Regions from separate parts of the Mus musculus genome. Here region 1 is linked to region 2. The links are chromatin contacts, called in public promoter capture Hi-C maps. All regions are on one chromosome and are shown on one strand. The core of a region is the stretch at or near the end of the contact, and the rest is flanking DNA. Distances in the headings are between cores, read along the strand shown.

The links. Promoter capture Hi-C pulls out the DNA fragments that hold promoters and counts their contacts.
Region 1: a promoter capture Hi-C map of pre-B cells shows a contact between it and region 2, with 2.2 times the contacts expected there. The contact joins the promoter of Tsc2 here to the promoter of Baiap3 in region 2. A contact is called at or near these places in 2 of 39 promoter capture datasets (cranial neural crest and pre-B cells).

The regions. Positions count from the first base shown.
Region 1 is chr17:24,630,591-24,634,483 of GRCm38.p6, reverse strand. Tsc2 (TSC complex subunit 2) reads left to right here and starts at 1,857. Exons shown (of 42, transcript NM_001286713.1): 1 at 1,857-1,946; 2 at 2,373-2,539; 3 at 3,485-3,571. The coding sequence starts at 2,402. Nthl1 (nth (endonuclease III)-like 1 (E.coli)) reads right to left here and starts at 1,802. Exons shown (of 6, transcript NM_008743.2): 1 at 1,630-1,802; 2 at 319-557. The coding sequence starts at 1,732.
Region 2 is chr17:25,254,924-25,258,837 of GRCm38.p6, reverse strand. Baiap3 (BAI1-associated protein 3) reads left to right here and starts at 2,474. Exons shown (of 34, transcript NM_001163270.1): 1 at 2,474-2,677.

The DNA.
Region 1 (3,893 bases), core at 608-3,107, 620 kb after region 2:
TAAGGAACCAACACAATGTAAGGGAGTCTGCTTCTCCTGCATTATTGGATGTTCCCAAATGCACCACCACTGTGCATGAGGCTTCAAGTCTCAGACACTCTGCCATGCACGGTGGCCACAATGATTGACAGGTGATGTACGTTGTACATGTTCTAAGGTTATGGGAGGAGCGCATCTTCCTGGGTATGTATGTATGTATGTATGTATGTATGTATCCTCCTGTATGGCAGCAGGGAGAGCTGGCAGGTCTTGCTCTTTTTCTGGTAGAGACCTAAAAGGAAGTAAGCACCTTGCTGGATAGGCGGAGGTGTTGCATACCTTCGGGGAGGCACTTGCATCATAGCAGTGCTCGGCGCCTAGCTGGTCCACAGGTGCATCCTTCTTGCTTCTCATGATGCGGATGTTGGCCAGTTGCTGCTGCCAGTTCTGGGGCTCCCAAACGGGCACTTTGAGGGGCTCAGCATCTTCGCCTTCCTCACCATTAGCCGCTTCATAGGCCACATGCGTTTTCTGTGTTCTCCGTGGATGTCTCACGGGCCTGTGGCTTTTTCTTCCTTCTGCAAAAAAGTGCCATTCAGTCTTTGGAGTGGGTTTTATATGAGGGTGGGGGAAGGGTGCTGCTTACCTGCCAATCCACATCCCCACACTTGTTTGTGCAACTAACTGTCCATTATCTACCACGATGTGTACAGAAGTGCTGTGCTCTGCCCTTGTCACAACAGTACATGACAGTCTGACAAAGTGCCTGTTAGCACACCGACACTAGTAACAGCCTCTAGGATAATATAACCTCTCTCCTTTGTCCCAAGTCCTTTGAGTTACATTCAAGAGAACCTCTCTCTTCACACCCAAACTGGACAGTGCAACTCCCCTTTCAGAAATCGTTGCATTTAGGATGAGCTCCAAACTCTACTACTATAAAACATTTGCTGCCTTAACAGTATCAACACTTTCTGTGGCCCTTGGCCCTTGCCAAGCCTCAGCCTGGATCCCAGCGGATCTCTACTACTGAACCGATTCTGGGAGACCATTGCTGCCTACGCACACTCCTGCTCTAGCCACTTATGTCTAAGTCCCAGGCGGGGACGGGCTGATAATTACTCCCTGAGTACCACTAGTTGGCACATAGTAGGCCCTTAATGGCTACAGGACAAACACAATGAGTGCCATGCCCTTTCCTGTTTTCTCTCTGGGCCTGTTTTCTTTCAGAACCACCGTCCAGCTGGGAGAGAAGACTTCTAGCTGGGTGTGTTCTTGGCACACAGCCTGGCCCTACAAGAGAGGGAGGCAGCTCTGAGAACAGAGCTGTGTCCCACGGACAGCCTGGAGCAAGTGAATGTCCTAAGCTAGGCTGGTTGGACTAAAACTTTTCACTGGCGATAAGGGTGGATGAATACATCCAGAACCCAGTCTTACGGACCCTGCAGACCCTGCGGGTCCCAGACCCTTGGAAGAAGCTAGAAGTGGGGCCACGTGAGATTTAAGCGTAGCTTCAATTCAAGATTCAAGGCAGCTGCCTACTCCGCGGCGCCTAGAGTTTAGGTCAGATGCTGCGGCCCGGGACGCAAGCCTGGAGCCAAAGTTCCACGTTCCTCCTTTCCTCCAAAACGCCTGCAGGCGCAGAGCTACCTGCAGCAGCCTCTCGCGGGGCGAGCTCCTCCCTACACCCTTCCGACGCGATCCTAGTCGCGCGGCTCCGACTGCGAGTCACCATCCGCACCCCTGAGTTCATGCCTGGGCTGTAAACTACTCCTCCGAGCAGCCCCGCGATCCCACCACTTGCTCAACGCGCACGCGAAACTACAATTCCCAGAGAGCTCAACGCAAATAGTCAGCAAAGCCTCGCCCCCGGAAGTACGGGTTGCGCTTCCGGCAGCTGCCCTGGGCCGGGGGTGTGCGCCCTTCCCTGGGTGCAGGAGGACCTGCGCGCGAAAGGCGCGCGCGGGGTGAGTAGCCCTGGAGGCTCTGACTGCTGGGGCGGGTTGCGATGGTTTGTGTGGTCGCGTCGCGATGGGGTGAGGGGAATTGGTCGTTCTGATTCCAATCCTCCGCCGCTCCCACCGCTGACAAGTCCTAGCGCTTCAAGCCCTCCATTGCGAATGTGAGCGGGCCTCTGCATCTATTCACGCGACAGCTCCTCCTTAACCTAGGGAGAACTAATGGCAATCAACAGGCGGGTCGCTAGAGTAAGCCTATACCTCCGGAGTTGATTTGTGGCTGAGTTCCTCCTGCATGGAGTTGAGTTGCCCCAGAGGCTGTAGGAAGGACAGGTTATTGCCTACCCTTGACCTAGGATTCTGGAGGTTCGCCTCGAGGGCAGAAGGGAGAACCTTTCCTGGGGTGTATCAAATAATATGTTTATTTCTACACAGAGCAGTTCTCTAGTACTGCCCTGCCCACCATGGCCAAACCAACAAGCAAAGATTCCGGCTTGAAGGAGAAGTTCAAGATACTGTTGGGATTGGGAACATCGAGGCCAAATCCCAGGTGTGCAGAAGGCAAACAGACTGAGTTTATCATCACATCGGAAATCTTGAGAGTGAGTGAGTGGCCAATGTCTTGGCTAGCCCAGCACAAAGGCTAGGAAGGCTGGGTTTGTCTGTCATTGGGTTCTGTGGGAGATGGGTTGCTGGTAACCATCTGCATAGGGCTGCTGTCCCCAGTACTGTGGAGACAGATATATGCCTGTCCTCAGGATCTTGGTGTCCTGCTTTAGCACACTTGCCTTAGAAGTTAGGTGTTGTATGAAAACTTATTTTGTTTAGTGTTATGGTAGATAGATGCCCTGTACTCTCTCAGCACGTGAGAGGCAGAGGAGATAGGATTATGAAGTTGGAGGCAACATAATTGTAACCCACCTGAGCTACAGTAGTGAGACTGGGTCCTCCTCTCCTCAAAGATGTTCGTTTCCTTTTTTAAATTGGAGATCCACCCTTTCTTTTTAGGAACTTTTAAAAAAAGATTTATTTATTTAACATACACACACACACACACACACACACACACACACACACACACACACACACACACTGTAGATGACACACCAGAAGAGGGCATCAGATCCCATCACAGATGGTTGTGAGCCACCATGTGGTTACTGGGAATTGAACTCAGGACCTCTGGAAGAGCAGTCAGTGCTCTTAACCACTGAGCTATCTCACCAGCCTCGAGATCCAGCCTTAAAAAACCAAACCAAACACAACAAAACAAAATGCTGGGTGATGGTGGTGGTTGGTGTATGCTGCTAATCCTGCCCAGCACTGGGGAAGTTCAGTACAGCCAGAGATACACAGAGAAACGCTGGAGAGACAGAGGAAGGGATGGAGCGAGGGAGGGAGAGAGAGAGAGAAAAAAAAACAGAGAGAGGAAAGAAACCCCATTGGTTTACAGGGGAAATGCAGAACAACGTTAGGTGGTTTATGGCCAGTGGGTAAGAAGACCTCTTTTTAAAAGCTCAGCCCTTTTCCTCTTTTCTCTTCTCTAGGAACTGAGTGGTGAATGCGGCCTCAACAATCGCATCCGAATGATAGGGCAGATCTGTGATGTGGCAAAAACTAAGAAGCTTGAGGAGGTGGGTTTGCCTCAGCTGCACTGCTGGAGTAGTGCATGCCCACTGCAGGCTGTAGAGAGTCATGCCCACTGCAGGCTCTAGAGAATCTCCAGTCTGCGGCTGCTGCCTTGAGCTGTCTTTTCTTGTTTTTGAGATGTGCTGTGTAGCCCTGACTGGCCTGGTATTGACTGTGTGGTTCAGGCTGATACGCTGTGAACTTGATGTGGTCTTCCTTCCTCAGCCTCTTCAGTGTAGATCAGGACTATAGGCATAGCCCAGAAAGCTAGCTTTGTGATGAGGCAGTTTTTACCATTTTAGAGAAATTTAGCTTTCATCTTAATGA
Region 2 (3,914 bases), core at 1,225-3,724:
CCCTGTCCAGGGCCTGCTGCTTCTGCCGCCCCTCCAGCTTGGTCCTACAAAAATGAGCATGTGAGACAGCGGCTCTTACCCCTTGGTGGGAGAATGCTTACCTAGCATGCACAAGGCCCCGGATTCAGTCTCCACACCTGCTTAAAACCAGGAATGGTGGCACTTGCCTGTAATTCCAGCATTTAAGATCAGAAAATTAAAGTTAACCATGGTCACCTAGCAAGTTGGAAGTTTGATGCCAACCTGAGCTACATGAAAATCTGGTTTTTTGGGGTTTTTGGTTTTGGTTTTGGTTTTTGGTTTTGAGGAAAAAGAAAAAAGAAAACCTCACACCACACCTGAGCTGGCTCCAGTACCTAGACACTGACTTCAGGAAGGTCACAAAATACTTGGTGTGAGCTGCAGTTCAAGGACTGACTTGTCAGGCAGGCTATCCTGAGCCACATCTGCCTCTGAAGCCAAGTTTCTTCAGCTGCTGGATGGCTTCTGGCAAGCCTCAGGGGAAGATGGAACTCTAACCAAAGCCCCTGGTCTCTGATCCTATGAGCCATCACCGGCTCAATTCAGGAACTGATCTGAACCGCATCATAGATGCGGTCAAGCAAGGCTCTGAGGCAAGGAGAAGGGATGCAGTGCATCTGAGCCATGCCAGTCTTAGGATGAGTCACCAATGGGTTGTCACTCATTCACACACACACACACACAAAGGTCTGTGGAGCGAAGAGCCTGGGGATGACTGGACTCCTGGGGCTGGGTTTGGGACCCAGTCGGTACTGTGACTAAAAGCCTCTCTTTCCATGTTTGGATCTCAGATTCCTATCAGACAGGAGCAAATCTTAACCAACCCAGTCTCAGACGTTGGAGCCCCTGCAGTGGTGCTCCCCCCTCCACTTCCTGTTTACAGCAGGCTTTAGTTCATCCTTTTACCCCAAAGCCATTACCGTCACCATGGCAACCAGTTTCTCTCTCTCTCTCTCTCTCTCTCTCTCTCTCTCCCTCTCTCTCTCTCTCTCTCTCTCTCTCTCCCCTCCCCTGCCACTGCCACTGCCCTGTGTGTGTGTGTTCCAACAGGTTGGCAAAACATGACACAAGAGTATACTATGGGTGCATCAACTCCAGACTCTGGGAGAGGAGTTGGCTATCCCACTCCAACCCCTATCCCCTATAGCAGGACAGTGTGGGGCATAGAGTCCAGGACCTTCCCTTGCTCATCTGATATCCTGGTCCTGACAGTGGGTTTGACTTTTATCACTTTTGCCTGGCCGGACTGTGCCAAGCCAGAGGTTGACTGAGAACGGAGCATTCTGCAGGACAATATTCTGTTCTGGTGCCTGTCTTCAGTGATGGATGGAGGGACTGACAGAGATGTGAATTGGGATACAGACAGGTGACCTCACCTGTATGTCCCCTGGAATGAAGGACTATGGCCTGACTGTTGTCCCTCAGATGTTTCCTCTCCAAATCCCAGTAATGAGGAACAAAGGCCCCCCGCCCAGCACTCTGGAAAGTCTGTCGCCTCAGCAGAGATGTCATTTGCTACAGTCTGAAGTGGAGAATTTTCAGGCCTGCTTTCCTGACCCTCACACTGGTTGGAGTCCTTCCCATAAGAATGAGACCTTTAAACCGGTCAGTAGTGGGAAACTCTTGAGTTCAAGGCCAGCCTGGTCTACAGAGTGAATTTCAGGACAGCCAGGGCTACACAGAGAAACGAAAAATCAAACCAAACCAAACAAACAAAAGAATGAGACTTTTGGTATAAACTCCAAAGTGGAACTACTTAGAAGCAACATGGCCACCAGTGGTTTCCCACCGAAGTTTGTGTCAGTCTTCAGGGGCCTACTGAGCCCTGGAACAGCCAAGAACAACTCCCAGTGGGTGCTGAGAACCCACACAAAGAACCCTGTCAGGTATTTCCTCTGCCCCAGCTTCAGAGCTCGCACTTTTAGGAACTGGACAGGCAACTCATTTAACAAGTCTCCAGGTGACCTCAAGTGGTGGAGGGGGCCTTAGGAGAAGTGGGCTGGGAACAGCAGGATGTGGCTTAATGTGTGTCTTCTGCACACATTCACAGATAGCAGTGACATCACGAGATGTCCCAGGTTAATACCAGAGCTGACTTCCCTGGAAGAGAGCAGCTCCGGGTAGTACTGAGCAGCAGAGCTTTTGTGAGAGGGTTGACTTTGGATATGGCTGTACAGCACTTCAAGAAACACCAGGCACTTCGTGTTTCCTTTGGGCGACTGTTTCTTTTGGGCGACTGTAGCTTCCCTGCGGCCCTGGGAAGGAGACCCCGTGACAGCCTCCTCCCTCGGGGCAGGAGAAGGGGGGTGGGGGGACAGCTAACACAACCTGTCCCTGCACCCACCTGTAGGTTACTGAGCCCTGTGCCCAGAGCAGGGTCTCTCTGGCCACTACCGTGCTGGTAGAGACCCCCTGCCGACCCCAAACGCGCAGGGTAGGGGTGGGCAGGGCTGGAACCTCTGACCAGCAAACCAGGCCAGGCCCCGCCTCCGCCCGCCCGCGCCCCCCGCCCGCGGCGCCCGCTCTGCAGTGCTCAGTCTCCAGCGCGCGCGGCTGCTAGCGGTCGCTGTGCCTCGGTGTCCCCAGCTAGTGCGACAGCAACGCCAGCGCCAGCAGGGACCCCCCCGACCCTGTGGCCCCCGAAGCCCTGTCCACGGTGAGTGCTGTAACTCCTGCCCAATGTCGTCAGACTGCCGTCGAGGCTTAACCTGCTTTTTATCACAGACAGACAGACGGACGGACGGACGGACGCGACCGCCCCCTCGGGCTTAGCCCCACCCCCACCCCTGGCTTCTGCACTACGCTCCGGGTGGAGCACGGGAATTGCTGGCGTCAGAGGCAATGGGAAACTGAGGTCCTGGGGAAACTGAGGCCGCGCGTGCTCAGAGAGAGGGGCGGGGTCGCACGGCCGGCGTCCTAGGCTCTGAGCTAAGTAAAGGGCTACTGGAGGTCCACACTGCAGAATTCCCCGGGAGGGTTGAAGGGTGAGACCTCCAGAGCCAGAGAGTGCACACCTTCAACCTCGGTTCCCACGGCCGCCGCTGCTGAGCCACCTGACTGTAACCCTTTTTCCCAATAGAGGCCCCTGACTGAAGCGGAGCTGGGGACCTCGGAGACGCCCTACGGGGCTTCTCTGAACAGGTTGAATCCCCTCAAGGCCCCAGCGCCCGTGTCCCTACCACTTTCCGACTCCCCTCATGAGACCTTTGCCCTCAGTAACCCAAAATCCCTGCCAGGGTAAGCCTTTTTCCTCCCTAGTTACCCAGGAATTCGGGTCCCACCATTTGCCTGGGGTCTGACTGTGTGTGTGTGTGTGTGTGTGTGTGTGTGTGTGTGTGTGTGTGTGTGAGAGAGAGAGAGAGAGAGAGAGGCACAGAGGTAGAGACAGAGACAGAGACAGAGAGACAGAATCAGAGAGAGACAGAAATAGAAACAGAAAGAAAGCAAGACCAAGACCAAACTCCCTTCAGACCTCCTGCCTTCAAGGAGAAGAAGGTAACCTCAATAGAACAGGGGAGGGTAACCACAGCCTCCCCCGCCCCTATCATCAAAAACAGCCGATCAGGAGCAACTAACTCAACAGAGACAGGTAAGTAGCAGGTAAGACTCCAGGGTAGAGTGAACCAGTCTCCATCTGTAGGCCTGGAGAGCATCCATCCACAGAGAGCACAGTGCAGATCTCCCCCTACACACCCCTACACTCCCTGTGACTCAGGGAGGGATGAGCTTGCAAACAGAATGTGTAACAGGTAGACCACCTGAGGACTGGAGGCTGAGCTACTGAGGCCGGCCGTGGAGAGGTCCATAGGCACTACCCCACTCAGCACCCTTGTGTTTGCTGTGGACTGGAAGCCCAGAGAGACCCCTCCAGCCCTTTGCCCTTAAATTCTCTG